3 separate regions of the Gossypium hirsutum genome follow, and regions 1 and 3 are each linked to region 2. Evidence: chromatin contacts called from public Hi-C data. All regions are on one chromosome and are shown on one strand. The core of a region is the stretch at or near the end of the contact, and the rest is flanking DNA. Distances in the headings are between cores, read along the strand shown. Region 1 has its middle 15 kb from the start of LOC107904120. Region 2 holds the start of LOC107904126 (probable dual-specificity RNA methyltransferase RlmN). Region 3 holds the start of LOC107904132 (protein YIPF1 homolog).

Evidence for each region. Hi-C and Micro-C count contacts between places; a contact is called where the count stands out from the background.
Region 1: a Hi-C map of leaf shows a contact between it and region 2, with 3 times the contacts expected there. The contact joins the enhancer-like site here to the promoter of LOC107904126 in region 2. A contact is called at or near these places in 8 of 34 Hi-C or Micro-C datasets (anther, callus, hypocotyl and 1 more).
Region 3: a contact with region 2 is called in a Hi-C map of leaf, with 1.7 times the contacts expected there. The contact joins the promoter of LOC107904132 here to the promoter of LOC107904126 in region 2. A contact is called at or near these places in 4 of 34 Hi-C or Micro-C datasets (callus and leaf).

Annotation. Positions count from the first base shown.
Region 1 is chrD05:33,493,119-33,497,426 of Gossypium_hirsutum_v2.1, forward strand. No RefSeq gene overlaps it. Among protein-coding and RNA genes, the nearest start is that of LOC107904120, 15 kb to the left of the region's middle. Within about 2 kb of position 2,088, at least 8 of the 9 cell types and tissues checked have an H3K27ac peak or open chromatin away from gene starts, as enhancers often do. A contact at or near this core is called in hypocotyl and leaf, where this site is marked.
Region 2 is chrD05:33,693,627-33,697,955 of Gossypium_hirsutum_v2.1, forward strand. It overlaps LOC107904126 (probable dual-specificity RNA methyltransferase RlmN), which reads left to right and starts at 2,701. Exons shown (of 10, transcript XM_016830399.2): 1 at 2,701-3,050; 2 at 3,145-3,220; 3 at 3,312-3,409; 4 at 4,209-4,310. The coding sequence starts at 2,808.
Region 3 is chrD05:33,833,164-33,837,305 of Gossypium_hirsutum_v2.1, forward strand. LOC107904132 (protein YIPF1 homolog) reads right to left here and starts at 2,582. Exons shown (of 7, transcript XM_016830408.2): 1 at 2,321-2,582; 2 at 2,177-2,213; 3 at 1,990-2,079; 4 at 1,485-1,650; 5 at 402-493; 6 at 220-290. The coding sequence starts at 2,377.

The DNA.
Region 1 (4,308 bases), core at 838-3,337, 200 kb before region 2:
GCTAGCTTGATTTTGCTTAGTAATCTTCACCATCAACGACCTTAATCTATTAACTAGCACCTTCGTAACAACCTTATATAACACTGTACATAAACTTATTGGCTGAATATGCGTAATTCTTTCCGGACCTTAAACTTTTGACAAAGAACCAACAATGTTCTATTTAGCCACGAGTTTAATTGATGACCCTTCAAAACTTGTTGCACCATACAAAAAATTGAACCATCGAGTGTATTCCGTTGTGATTGAAATAATTTTACATGAAATCTATCCACTCCTGGTGTTTTCAACGGGGCCTTTCTAAAGGCTGCCTTACGAATCTCCTCATCACTGATTCCCATTATTAGGCTATCCTTCTTTGATGGAGAAATCTCAAGAAATCTTCCTTTACTAGGAAAGGCTCCATGGACTGAATAATCCACATAATAAAGTTCTTTAAAAAATTCCACCACATGTTGTAGGACCTTCGAATCAAGGCACCAATCATCATTCCCAATTTTAAGTCTTTCCACCTTATTTTTCTTCTGCCTAGCCATAGTACGGCTATGAAAATACTTTGTGTTTCTATCGCCATTCGTAAGCCATTCTGATCTAGATTTTTGATACCATAACAACTCTTCATGCTTCAGGAATTCCTCAACCTCGTACCGTAATTCCAATTTACGATCACAAAATCTAACTGAATACCTAAACTTCAAAATTTCTTTACATTCAAGTTTCGAAATTAGCCTCCTCTTACGAACAAAAATATTCCCAAAAACATGTTTACTACATTTTTAAACCTTTTTTTTTGGAAAAGCTCTAAGTTAGTAATCACATCCATATTATTCTTCCAATTGCTACTTATAAGGCCCTTAAAATCAGCATGGAGCAACCAATTAGCTAAGCAACTGAAAGGTCTATTACCTCTATTTTGCAACGGATTGAGAGAAACAAAAATCGACCAATGATCTGACTTTAGGTGATGGAAATTTTGTATTGAGCAATTTGGTGCAAACGAGTCCCAAATCAAGTTACACACAACCCTATCTATGCCCTGTAATAGATTGCTTCTACTCTAGGTGAATCGAGGCCTACTGAACCCCAAGTCATGAATACCATTATCAAACAGAAAAGGCTGGAAACTACTACATCCACTTCACACGCTCGTTGCCCTACCCACTCATTTTGACGGCTCTAGAATCGAATTAAAGTCTCTTACTATAATCCACAGTTCCCTAATCGATTCAACAAGAGAATTCAAAAAACCCCATTACTTCGCGTTACTAGTTATGGGATAACATACACTACTAAACATAAAAACTTAGAAGGTCCTTGTCTGATACTAACCCTCATATGAATCATCTATGGATGCAAATTCAGAATGTCAATGAGGACACTGTCACTCCAGAGAACCCACATTCCCCAACAAAAACCTTCGCTTCAATTCTGAATGAATTTGGGAACCCAGGTTTGAAAATGATGCCATTCGCCCAAACACCATTGACCTGAGTCTCAAACAAACACATAACATCTAAACAAAATTCTATTTTATACTTAGCCATAAAATTACAAAAATAGAGATGACTAGTTCCTTGACAGAAAAAACAACCAAACAACCAATCCAAGCTTCGACACTAAAATCAACAACTAACCTCGGCATTTCTAATAACATCATCATCCATAACTTCCACCACAAAAAATTTCATCCTCTATTGGGGAACAATTCATGGTTCCTTGTTCAATGCCACGCACAATGCCCTCCATTGTTGCCATTAGCTCCACCATTAGGGTTCCATCACCTTCCAACTCGCGATCTGGCGGTTTCTTCCATTGGATATCACTGTTGAAACTTGTTTGCACATCTGGATTTGGGAACCCCATACTCGATTCTCCAAAGTGAAACACGTGATCTTTTCCCCTTTGAACCTTTAGACTCCCCTTTCTTAACCACCTGAGTTGCACTATGTTTATTTATGTCCAAATTGGACTTAAAAGTAATCAAAACCCTTATCCTTAACATTTGGATCTATCGTGCCTATTTTAGAACCATTATCTAACACATTCCCTCCCTTTATAGCAGTTAACCCAATATTGACATTAACTGGCCTTAATGCATTTGGACCAGATTTGGCCCACTACCAACTATAATTCTTTTTTCTGTTAAGCCTAGCCATCCTTATCTTCCCCAACTTTGTTTCCTTTTGTCAAGATTCTCCAACCTTTGCATTAAAATTCTTTCCTAGATCACGCCTTTTAATTTGACCAGGCTGGTACCCTCCATCCGTGGCCTTGATTACGAGACTAGTAATGCCTAGATCTGCCGCTAGAACTGAAAACTGTGAACCCCCAATCCATTGAAGAAGTAACCATTCCTTATCATTTCCACATGATGTACCTTCCCTCTTTATCGTCGTTCTACAAGCATCCATGGCCCGTAATTTTCCTCTTCCACACGTCGCTAAAGACCCATTTTTTCAACCAGCAGTTCTTCCCCATTAACACTACGCTCTGATGCCTTGTTCTTGCTCCCTAGGCACAAATAAGAGTTATTCCCATAAAGCTCACATTTGAAACATACAAACGACAAAGATTCATACTCAATTCGTTGTATATGATCATTAATCTTGACTTTCGGCACCAATGGTTTCTTTAGATTCATACACACAGCCAATCAAGCAAAGTGTTCCTGCTTTCAGCTATCTGTATATCTATCAAGCTTGACCCTGACCTTATAACTTGGCCAATAGCACGAAGTAAGAAATTTGAGTAATAGCTTTCCGGCAAACCAGGTAGCCTTATCCACACCACTTGGATATCCACTTCATTATTCGATGTCGAAAAATCCAGTGACCAATGACGTATGGTCAAATACTGACCAAAGATCACCCAAGTCCCCCTGACCAAAACCTTATTAAAATATCCTTCATCTTGGAACCAGACTAGGTGGTAGTCATTCTCTAAGTCCATAAACCGTATAGGGTGTCTAAGATTCCACAAAATTATCACCTTATTAAGTAAAGTATTGAAACCAATCTTTTACACAAAAGTTTGACAATAATGGTCCTAGCCATCTTACTCTCAATGAACTTATGAACCCGATCAAAAAAAGGTGATCAATGAAATTCCTTCTACCAACTTTGTGACCACATCTCCATCATGAAGTACAAACTCCTCCATCTTCTCTTGCGAAAAGACATCCAAGGAAGTGCCCATCAACATAGATTCATACGACATTTTATCCACTCCCACATCTTCAATCTTCTGGCGATTCTTATCCACTATCGTATCATCGATGTCTGGCGATGGATCTGTCCTCCTCCTTACCTTCTTTGTTGCCCGACCAACACTGCTATTCGACCTCGTAGGCTCTTCCTTACCACAAAATTCCCTAAAAGCAAAGAGTCACTCATTTTTTTTCACAAACAACATTTTTTTTTAGATTTTATTAAGAAGAAAAGAAAAAAACTTGCATTAGGTTCTAAATGTTCGACGAGCCCAAGGTATTTAGGAATCAAAATAGAAAATGGAGGCTAAAGAGCAGTTGCTGGGTTTAATAGATTTTCTTTCGTACAGAAGAAACAAATGATATTCACCATGCAACTTTGCCTACACAATGATACTCTTTGAAACGCTAGTTGGTTGCCAACAAATTATGACAATATTGATCGCATTTCCAAACCCTAAAGAAGCTTTCTCTCAATAATGCGTCTCCAATGGTGGAGGAGATGGACATGGATTTCGGTGTGGGCATAAGTCCAATACCTCACGTGCCAATAAATTCATTGCCATATATGTTTGTAGAGAAATGTGATTACTTCAAGAGAAATAATGATTAATTTTAAACAAAATTGAAGAGTTAAATAAGAATTTTCTATAATGAAATTTATAGAAAGTTAAATATAATAATTTTTCTTTGGTAAAAATAGCCCAAATACAAGTGTTTTAGAAAAATGAAATTGATTTAGTTATTTATTTTTTATTTAACGTTAGTATGTGGGGAAGAATCTTTCTATTAATTAAAACTCGAAACCTTAACTTGGTTTTGGTATCTATTCATAATTTTTTTATTACATTTAATCAATAATAAATATTTAGCTTTTTAAAATAAATTTTCATTAAATTTTTAATAAAATATTAGATGAATTTTATTCCAAATCAAACCCGAAATTAATATCAAATAAACATTTATATGTCAATTCTCTACATTTTATCAACAATTCAATCAATGTAATTAATTTGAATAAAATTATTTTAACTTTAAATTTATCTCATTTACATTTAAATATATATCAAAAAGATTTTCATACCGTCTTAACTATAATTTTA
Region 2 (4,329 bases), core at 1,451-3,950:
AGGTACGCGTGGCATGCCACATGTAACTTATCTGATTATTTTGTCAACCACAACAATTTTTAACAGTAACAAATGATGAAATTTTTAATGGAATAGACCAATTTATTCTTTGGTCTAACGTATAGGAATTAGTTTGCCTATTTTTTTGAAAAAAAGAAGACAAAATACAATTTAGCTTCTAATACAAAGACTTCCATAATACTTTTAAAACTCTTTTCAAGTTGAATTCAATTGAGATTCAACTTTTAGAACACATATTTAATTATGGATGGAGATGCAACATGTAGAAATATGAAATGGGTTAAAATACTTCGAGTTTCTGTAAAATGAACATGAGTTTGGGGTGTCAATATTTGTGATTCGAGATTATTTTTTTATGCTTAACTCAATGCCATATCTTTATGATGGAAAAAGCAAGAGTTTAATGTATAAGACAAGAACGTAAAGTTGGAGATGGTGAAAAGGAGCTCACAATTCCTATGGCTTTTGTGCTTGGTCCTAAGGCTTAGCCCTATCATTTATTATATTTATTAATCATTGCCTAATCTTTTTCTTACAAATTTTGTTTGTATTGTGCTTGACATCAAACATCTAGTTTTATTAATATTCAACCTTAACAATTGTTTCTATTTAATTAGTCTGAGATTGATATTTTGATTATAGCATCTTGAACAATTGAAATTAGTTTAAGTAATATAATTTTTATTTATTGAGAAATTCGACTTTATCAGATATGTAGTAATAAATATGTGAATGTTAATTTGTTTGACTTGATTGCATCTTCTAATTGATTTTATGCAAGAATGAAGTTGTTCGGTGTGAATTTATAAAAGTCGAATTTATTTTCCTTGATTGTATCCTCTAAATTTGCATGATTTTGCTACTAAAGAGTAGAAGTTTGAACTACATAGGGTAGAATTTTGCCGCTGAAGAGCAAGGCTTTCAACTGCACAAAACGTGATTTTGCTGTTGAAGATCAAAAGTATAGACTTCACGAGGTAGGATTTTGTTATTGAAGAGCAAAAGTTTTCTACTTAGAACGAGAAGCTTATCGTTGAGGAAGAGAAATTTACTATTGATAAGCAAAAGTTCGTTACAATAAGGAGTAAACTATTGATGAGGAAAATTTTATTACTGAGGTAGAAGGATTTTATTGTTGATGATCATAAGTAGGGGTGCATGTTCAATTGAATCGAGTGAAAAATTTTCGATTTAATCGAGTTCACGAGTCATATTTTATCATCCTAATCGATTTAATCGAGTTCACGAGTCATATTTTATCATCCTAACTCAATTTGAAATTTTTTCAAATCGAGTCGACTCGAATCGAACCGAATCAAACCGAGTGAAATTGTTCGAGTTAAATTAAATATGTCAAATAAAAATATTATTACGGTATAACTAATTTCATGTTAGAGCACATAAATTTAAAATCATATATATTTGAATTTTTTTTCAAAGTAAAATAATAATAAAAAATAAGATACTTGAGTGTGATAAAATTGAATCATTAATTAGGTCCCAAAATTATTATTTCAGAAAAAATTTAAAATTTTAACTTTTTATATATATTTTTAGAATTTTTTAATTTTTTTTAAAATATAAAATTTGAAATTTTTATAAATATTTTAAGTTTTAAAATTTATTTTGAATTTTTGGGAATTATTTTGATTTTTTTAGAGAGATGTCTATTTGCTTATTTTCAAAGTTGATGGGGATAAAAAAGGTATTTACACCAATCTGTTATTCGAATTATTCGAATTGTGAAATTCAACTCGATTCGAACTTGAAACTCGAATCGAGTTATTTGAGTTGGCTCGAATAGTTCAAATAACTCGAATAACTTGATTCGATTAACTCAAAATTCGAAAAAAATTTCGAATCAAATTAAGTTTTACTCACCCCTAATGATCAGTTTGTTATTGAGGAGGGATTGACAACTAAAGATGAGAAGTTTGTTGTGGAGGAAAAGAAGTTTATGGCTTAAGAGAAATATGTTGCTAAGAAAGAGATTTTTGTTGCTAAAGAGTAAAAGTATGAAGGATAACTATAATAAATTAAATATTAGTGAGAGATTTATATTCTATCCCTTGTAGCACACTTTCTATTTACAATTTTCAAATCAAAAGATTCATAAATCAACTGATATTATTACATGTAAAAATTTACTTCTTGTACCATTATCGATATTAATATCAATTTTAATTATATTATTTATAACTTCTCCAATCACTTATAAAATGTTATATTTGTACCAAGCATTGGGAACTCCTAGTAATCTAACCCACATTTGGGTATGAAATACTAGCAAAGATCCATTATCTAGAAAGAACTTATTGGCTTTGTCAGTGGAGAATTGAATCCTATTCTTCTTCCTAGGAGTTTCACGATTATCATCTCCAAAGAATGCATCCTTTCAGGAGGATTATCCTCCATTGATTCTCTTACCCCTTAATCTATTCAGATGGGATGGATCTCCAGGGCCACCCACTACAAAGTGCATTTCAGGTCGAGATTAGAATTTTAAATAAAAGTATGGCCAAATGTTTTCCTCGTTTAGCACTTCATTCATTAATATTGGTATTAAAAGTAGAAATTTGGGCCAGAATTTATCCCCTTAAAGCCCATATTTCTTTCGGACCATAAGAAAAACAGAAGGCCCCATATAACTATCTCAAGCCATTGATTTGGAGTAGGGGTAAATTGGTCTTTTCATTAAAGGCTGAGGTTTAAGGTTTTAGCCATTTCATGAGGCTGAGACTGTTGATATTATACAGAGAGGGTTATTGCTCTTCAATTCAAAGACGATGAAAGCCATGTTTGCAACCAAAATTTCCATGCTTCAGCACGTTTGCGTCGTTCCTCTCGCACGTGCCACCCGTCACCGTTCCTTCACCGTCTCCGCTTCCGCCTCCACCACCGGCACGCCGTCGCGCAATCTCACCGTCTCCTCCCCTACCTCATCCTCTCGTGCCCCTCACGTGGACCCTCGCGTCCTCCTCGGCATGTCCGAACATGACCTTCAACAACTCGCCGTCGAGTTCGGCCAGGTAATTACACTACTTAAATTTACATTCATTTATTTGACTTGAAAAATTCTCATAAGTGTTCTTTTTTTCCCTTTTTTTTTTGTTAATTATATAGCAAAGTTACAGAGGGAAGCAACTACACCATTTAATTTACAAGAGAAAGGCAAAAGAAATTCAGGATTTCAGTCACTGTGAGAATCATTTTATATAATTTTTATTTATTTATTTTTGTTTATTAATTTGGTGAAATTTTAGCTCTTTTTAAAAAAAAAATAAAAACAGTGCCTCAAGCATTTAGAAATGATCTTATAGAAGCTGGATGGAAAATAGGAAGGTCTCCAATTTACCACACCGTTACTGCTGCTGATGGCACTGTTAAGGTAATTTTATGCTATTGAATGTTATATTTTGGTTGTTAATTTCTATGTTATTTGGATTTGCGATCTAGTGTATGAGTTCAAAACAGGTACATAAATTCTTAAAAGCTTTTAAATCTATTTGGAGGATGATATCTCTTACTCTTATCCGAATGTGTGGAATATAGGTGTCAAACACATGTACTTTAAGTAAAATAGAAGAGTTCTGAATATGTGTCGAACACAGGTCTCATACACATAGGCTATAGGAGAAAGTGAAGAGATCGGATAATATAGATTAATTTTACTACTTAGTTTTAAATATGGAAGCATAAAGTAAAAACTGCATTTGAGATGAAATCAAATGTCTAAATCTATGTCAAACATAGGTCTTGAGCGCATATGTCTTAGGAAAAAACAAAGAGGTTGGATAATATAAGTTATTTTCACTTAGCTTAAAAACAATAGCATGAAGTAAAAACTGCTATCGGAGATGAAATCAAAATGTTTTTAGAATATATATAAAAGTTAAACTATACTTTTGTGAATGATTATAATGTGTGGATTTTAGTTATTTGCTTATATTCTATCATATCTTTTACATATTCTAGCAACTTTAAAGAAGTAATAAGGATGTAGCGCAAAGTAATGACTAGATAGAGAGGTTCTATTTTGACTAGATTTATCCATATTTAGATTTTATCATGAACTTCTGGGTGCTCGATCTTTTCCCTGGTAAATTAGATAATATTATGCTTTGTGGTTCGTTGTCGGTTTTTATTCTTAATTATGTGTTCTTTTTTTTTTTTTGTTGATCATTCAGTTATTGTTAAAGTTGGAGGATAACAGATTGATCGAAACAGTTGGCATTCCAGTTGAAGATGAAAAGGGTTCGATGCGTCTTACTGCATGCGTATCATCACAGGTGATTTCTTTTCCATTTT
Region 3 (4,142 bases), core at 1,332-3,831, 140 kb after region 2:
GCATCAATGAACATGCTATACTCGGGGCTTAAAACTTTAGGACTAGCATTTATGTTCTCTCATCCATAGAAATAATGAGAGAATATTAACAGAAAGATAGCTTTTAGGACTTGAATGGGAAACTGAAATCAGTTTGGCGAGAAAAATTGGGGGGGGGGGGGAGGAGGTTGCTTATTATTATTATTATTATTATGCCCTTTTAAATGTACAAAAACTTACCGCAGTTGGAATAAAAATGGAAAATGAATAACCCCACATGCACCAAAACCGTACAAGGCTAGCATTTGAACCTAGGTATTGAAGCAGGAATTTAAATGACATTGGCACCACAACTGCATAACCATAGATTCCAACAGCCGCTGCATTTATATAACCAACATCAAAGCTCCAAGAAGTAGTACCATCACTGTGCTTTTGCATAAGGTATGTGGCCCAGTTTCCAAAGGAAGCAAGCATAAAGACCAATGTTGTCGTGATCCAAATAAGTCCATACCTAATATACGAGCAAAAAGAAATCAAGACCAACAAACTAATTTCACAGATAATCATGGACACACTATTTTGCCACTATATAGTTATAGCTGTTACATTGTCAAGATTTCTACATAATCAGATTAATATTTCACCATATCAGAGTAACAAGAAATTTAACTTTCCTGTGGAGAACAACAAAAGGGACCATGTAACCTTTAGAAATCCATAAGAAAAAGATTTACAGCTTTTATCCCAGCATTGTACATTAAACAACACACTGATTAGCTTATAAGGAAAGATCCTTTGATTGTAGGCAAACCATCTATGGTCTCCCTTCCAAACAGCCATGAAGAGTCCCCTCCTATGAGACAAATAAAAGCTACAAATTTCTATGTATTTTGACTTCCATCATCAAATGATTCAATCTATCTCTTTTCTAGTTATTTTACTATTTTCTTTCTTAATGAATACCTTATTTTTATGAATAATAGATACTGATGCAACAGACCATGCAACCAATGGGTGCTTAAACCTATTGTATTACTGTTGCCCTCTACTCCTTTAAGATAATACCACTTGCATTTGTTATCTTTAGCATGCTTCCTTCAATGTTCTCGATGCTTTTCCAAGTTGTTACAATTCATGTCAAAATAGACAACCAAATAGCTAAACTTTCTAACTTGTTAAGTTTGCAGATGAGATTAGTGAGCTGTTCTCAACTTCCAAAAAGATTACTTCTTGCAAATGAAAGATTGCCCATGTCAATGGATGCTTTGATTGCTTACAGTACACTTTTCATTCCAATTTACATAGCCTAGAGTTAATATGCTATTATAACGTCTAAAACCTCCATAAACTTCTCTTCCAACTGATCATTTCCAAAAAAGAATGTCTAATTTTACGATGCAATGATGGCAAAAGAAGTAATGTCTAATTTTACGATGCAATGATGGCAAAAGAAGGTTTTTTTTTTGGGGGGGGGGTGGTGGGTGGGGGTTGAGCATACTCACAGGTCAGGGTTAGCATCAATCTTGCTGAAAAAATCTCCGGTGACAGGATAAAAGGAACTAATCAATCTGTATATGACAACATCTGTATCCACATTAAAATACTGCGTGTATGATGAGATACTAAAAACCCCACTCCAGTTGTTTGGTGGCTGTTGTTCAAATTCTTCTGCATATGATACACAAAGGGATGATTGAGTATTAAGGTTCCTTCAGTAACACTATAATTGAATTACATCTATCACACAGTTTAATAACCAAAATTCTAATATCTCAACTCTAGATGCAATGATTTTGGACATTTTTCTTTCCTGCAGTTATTATCAAGAACACAAATTTCCTCACTAAAACCACTATTTAATACATTAATCATTGTAAATAGAGCAGATTTGCAATTTTATGACCTCAATAGAAAAAAAATCACTTAAAAGAAAATTTGATTAATTTGAACGAAGTTTTCCTTTTAGGGGAAGGAAATAAATTAAAAGAAATAAGAAAAAAAAAATACCGGTAGGAGCTTCAAGAGTTTGATAACCTCGACCCCTACCTCCTCCGCTGCCATTATTTGGAGGGAAAATTTGCATATTCGCTTCAGGAACTGCATAATTACAATAAAAAAAAGTTCATAAATGCTGTAATAAGCCTTTTTTTTCTTTTTTTCTTTTTCAAAACGCTAAATGTAAAAGAAAAAGCACCATCATAAGAGGCCTTCTTTTCTTCATTGGTAACGGCCTGAGATTCGAATGAAAATTGAAATTAAGTCGAATCTTTGAAAAATTAAATTGATAAAAAAAGGAAAATCATTCAAATTAGATGGTAAATAAAAATAAGAAGCTTACGGGAACTGAGCCGAGCAAATGACTGGTACTAAGATTTGAATACGATGATTCCTCCATTGAAAATAAGAGATCGAACTCAGAAATTAACAGAAAATTTGAATTTTTTTAAATTCTCTTTCTTGAAAGAATTGAGGTTTTTTTTTAAAGGAAAAAACAGACAAGGAGGAGGGAACGGTTTGGGAATTCTGGACTGAACAGTGAACAACCGGGGGAGCTCAGAGCTTAACGCACGCGCCTTTCTGGAGCAATGAGTTTCACGGTTAATTTTTTTCGGACTTACCAACGAGGTTCATATGATTTGGGCTTAATAATGGGCCTGCTTAACCAATGAAAATAAATTTAAGTCGAATTGTGTGTTAAATCTATTCAAGTTAAAATAAGGTAAACTACAATGGTCACTTAACTATGTATAAATTTTTATTTTAGTCAATTAATTTTGAAAAGTAACTATTTGATCACTAATGTTTTTTAGATTGTTTTTTTTTCATCCAACAATAAAGCAATTAAGGTGGTATTTTCTTAATTGGTATAATAATAAATTTAATCTTTTAATTTTATTTTTTATTAATTTAGCCTTGAGTCCATATAAATATTATAAAAATAAATATTATTTTTAAAATTTAAAGATTCTTGATACGGTAGAATATTCGAAATAGAAAAATGAAAGGAAGAAATAGCAGATAGAAGACAAGAGAAAATTTCAGAGAAGAGAAATGAAGAAGAAAAACTGTGTATTTCTCATAATTGCCATTCCTCATGCTGATTGGTCAGTATAAAAGCAAATAACGGCTTAGGAATGACAATTTGTCACATCCAGCAATAGTTGTCCAATCCGCAAAGTTTAACTAAATGGTTATATCCTTAAATGAACAGTTTTTGAGGTACCCTTTATATGCACGGTTTAACTAATACCATTACCCAAAACACATTGTTTTGTTCTAATGACAAATAAACAAATGATTAACTGAAAATTAATAGAAATTTAAACATATAACTGTTGCACTAATTATTCCATATCAAATACTCCCCCCACAAACACAATCCTTGTCCTCAAGGATCAAATGCTGGATACTTCTGTTAGAGCTCAGTCAGACTCTCCCAGGTGGAGTCTTCAGGGAAGATATTGGCCCATTCCACAAAAACCTTTGTAGATGCATGATTCCCTCGTTTCACCATTTATCTCTCAAGGACCCTTATTGGTATTTTGTCTAAAGTGCCATGAGCATCTGTAGGAGGTAACGTTGGAGTGCTAGCAGCAGAACCAATGTGCTTTTTGAGTTGAGAAACGTGGAAGGTGGAATGGATGTGGGCATTAGCAGGTAAGGTCAACTTGTATGCTACCTTGCCCCTCCTAGCTTCTATAGAGAAATGGATAAAATATCTTAGGTACAGCTTCTGATTGGCTTTCGTCTTGAGGGAATACTGTCTATAAGGTTGTGATTTGAGGTAAACCAAGTCACTGATATGAAATTCCCTATCAGATTTACATTTGTCAGCTATTTGCTTCATACATTTTTGAGCTCGTTTTAAATGAAATTGCAATAGATCTCAAGCAGCTTCCCTTTGCTGCAACCCTTTCGCTTCATAATGAGTTGTCTGTATGGCCGTATGAAAGGTGGTATTTTACCACCACTCGACTAAGGGTAGCCATTGAACCCACTCACTAGGCTGTTCCCCTAACATGCACCTTAAATAACCTTCCAAACTTCTGTTTAAAACCTCAGTCTGCCCATTGGTCTGAGGGTGATAGGTAGTAGAGAGGTGGAGCTTACTAGGTGCTTGAATAATGATTGCCAAAACGAGTTGATGAAGATATTGTATT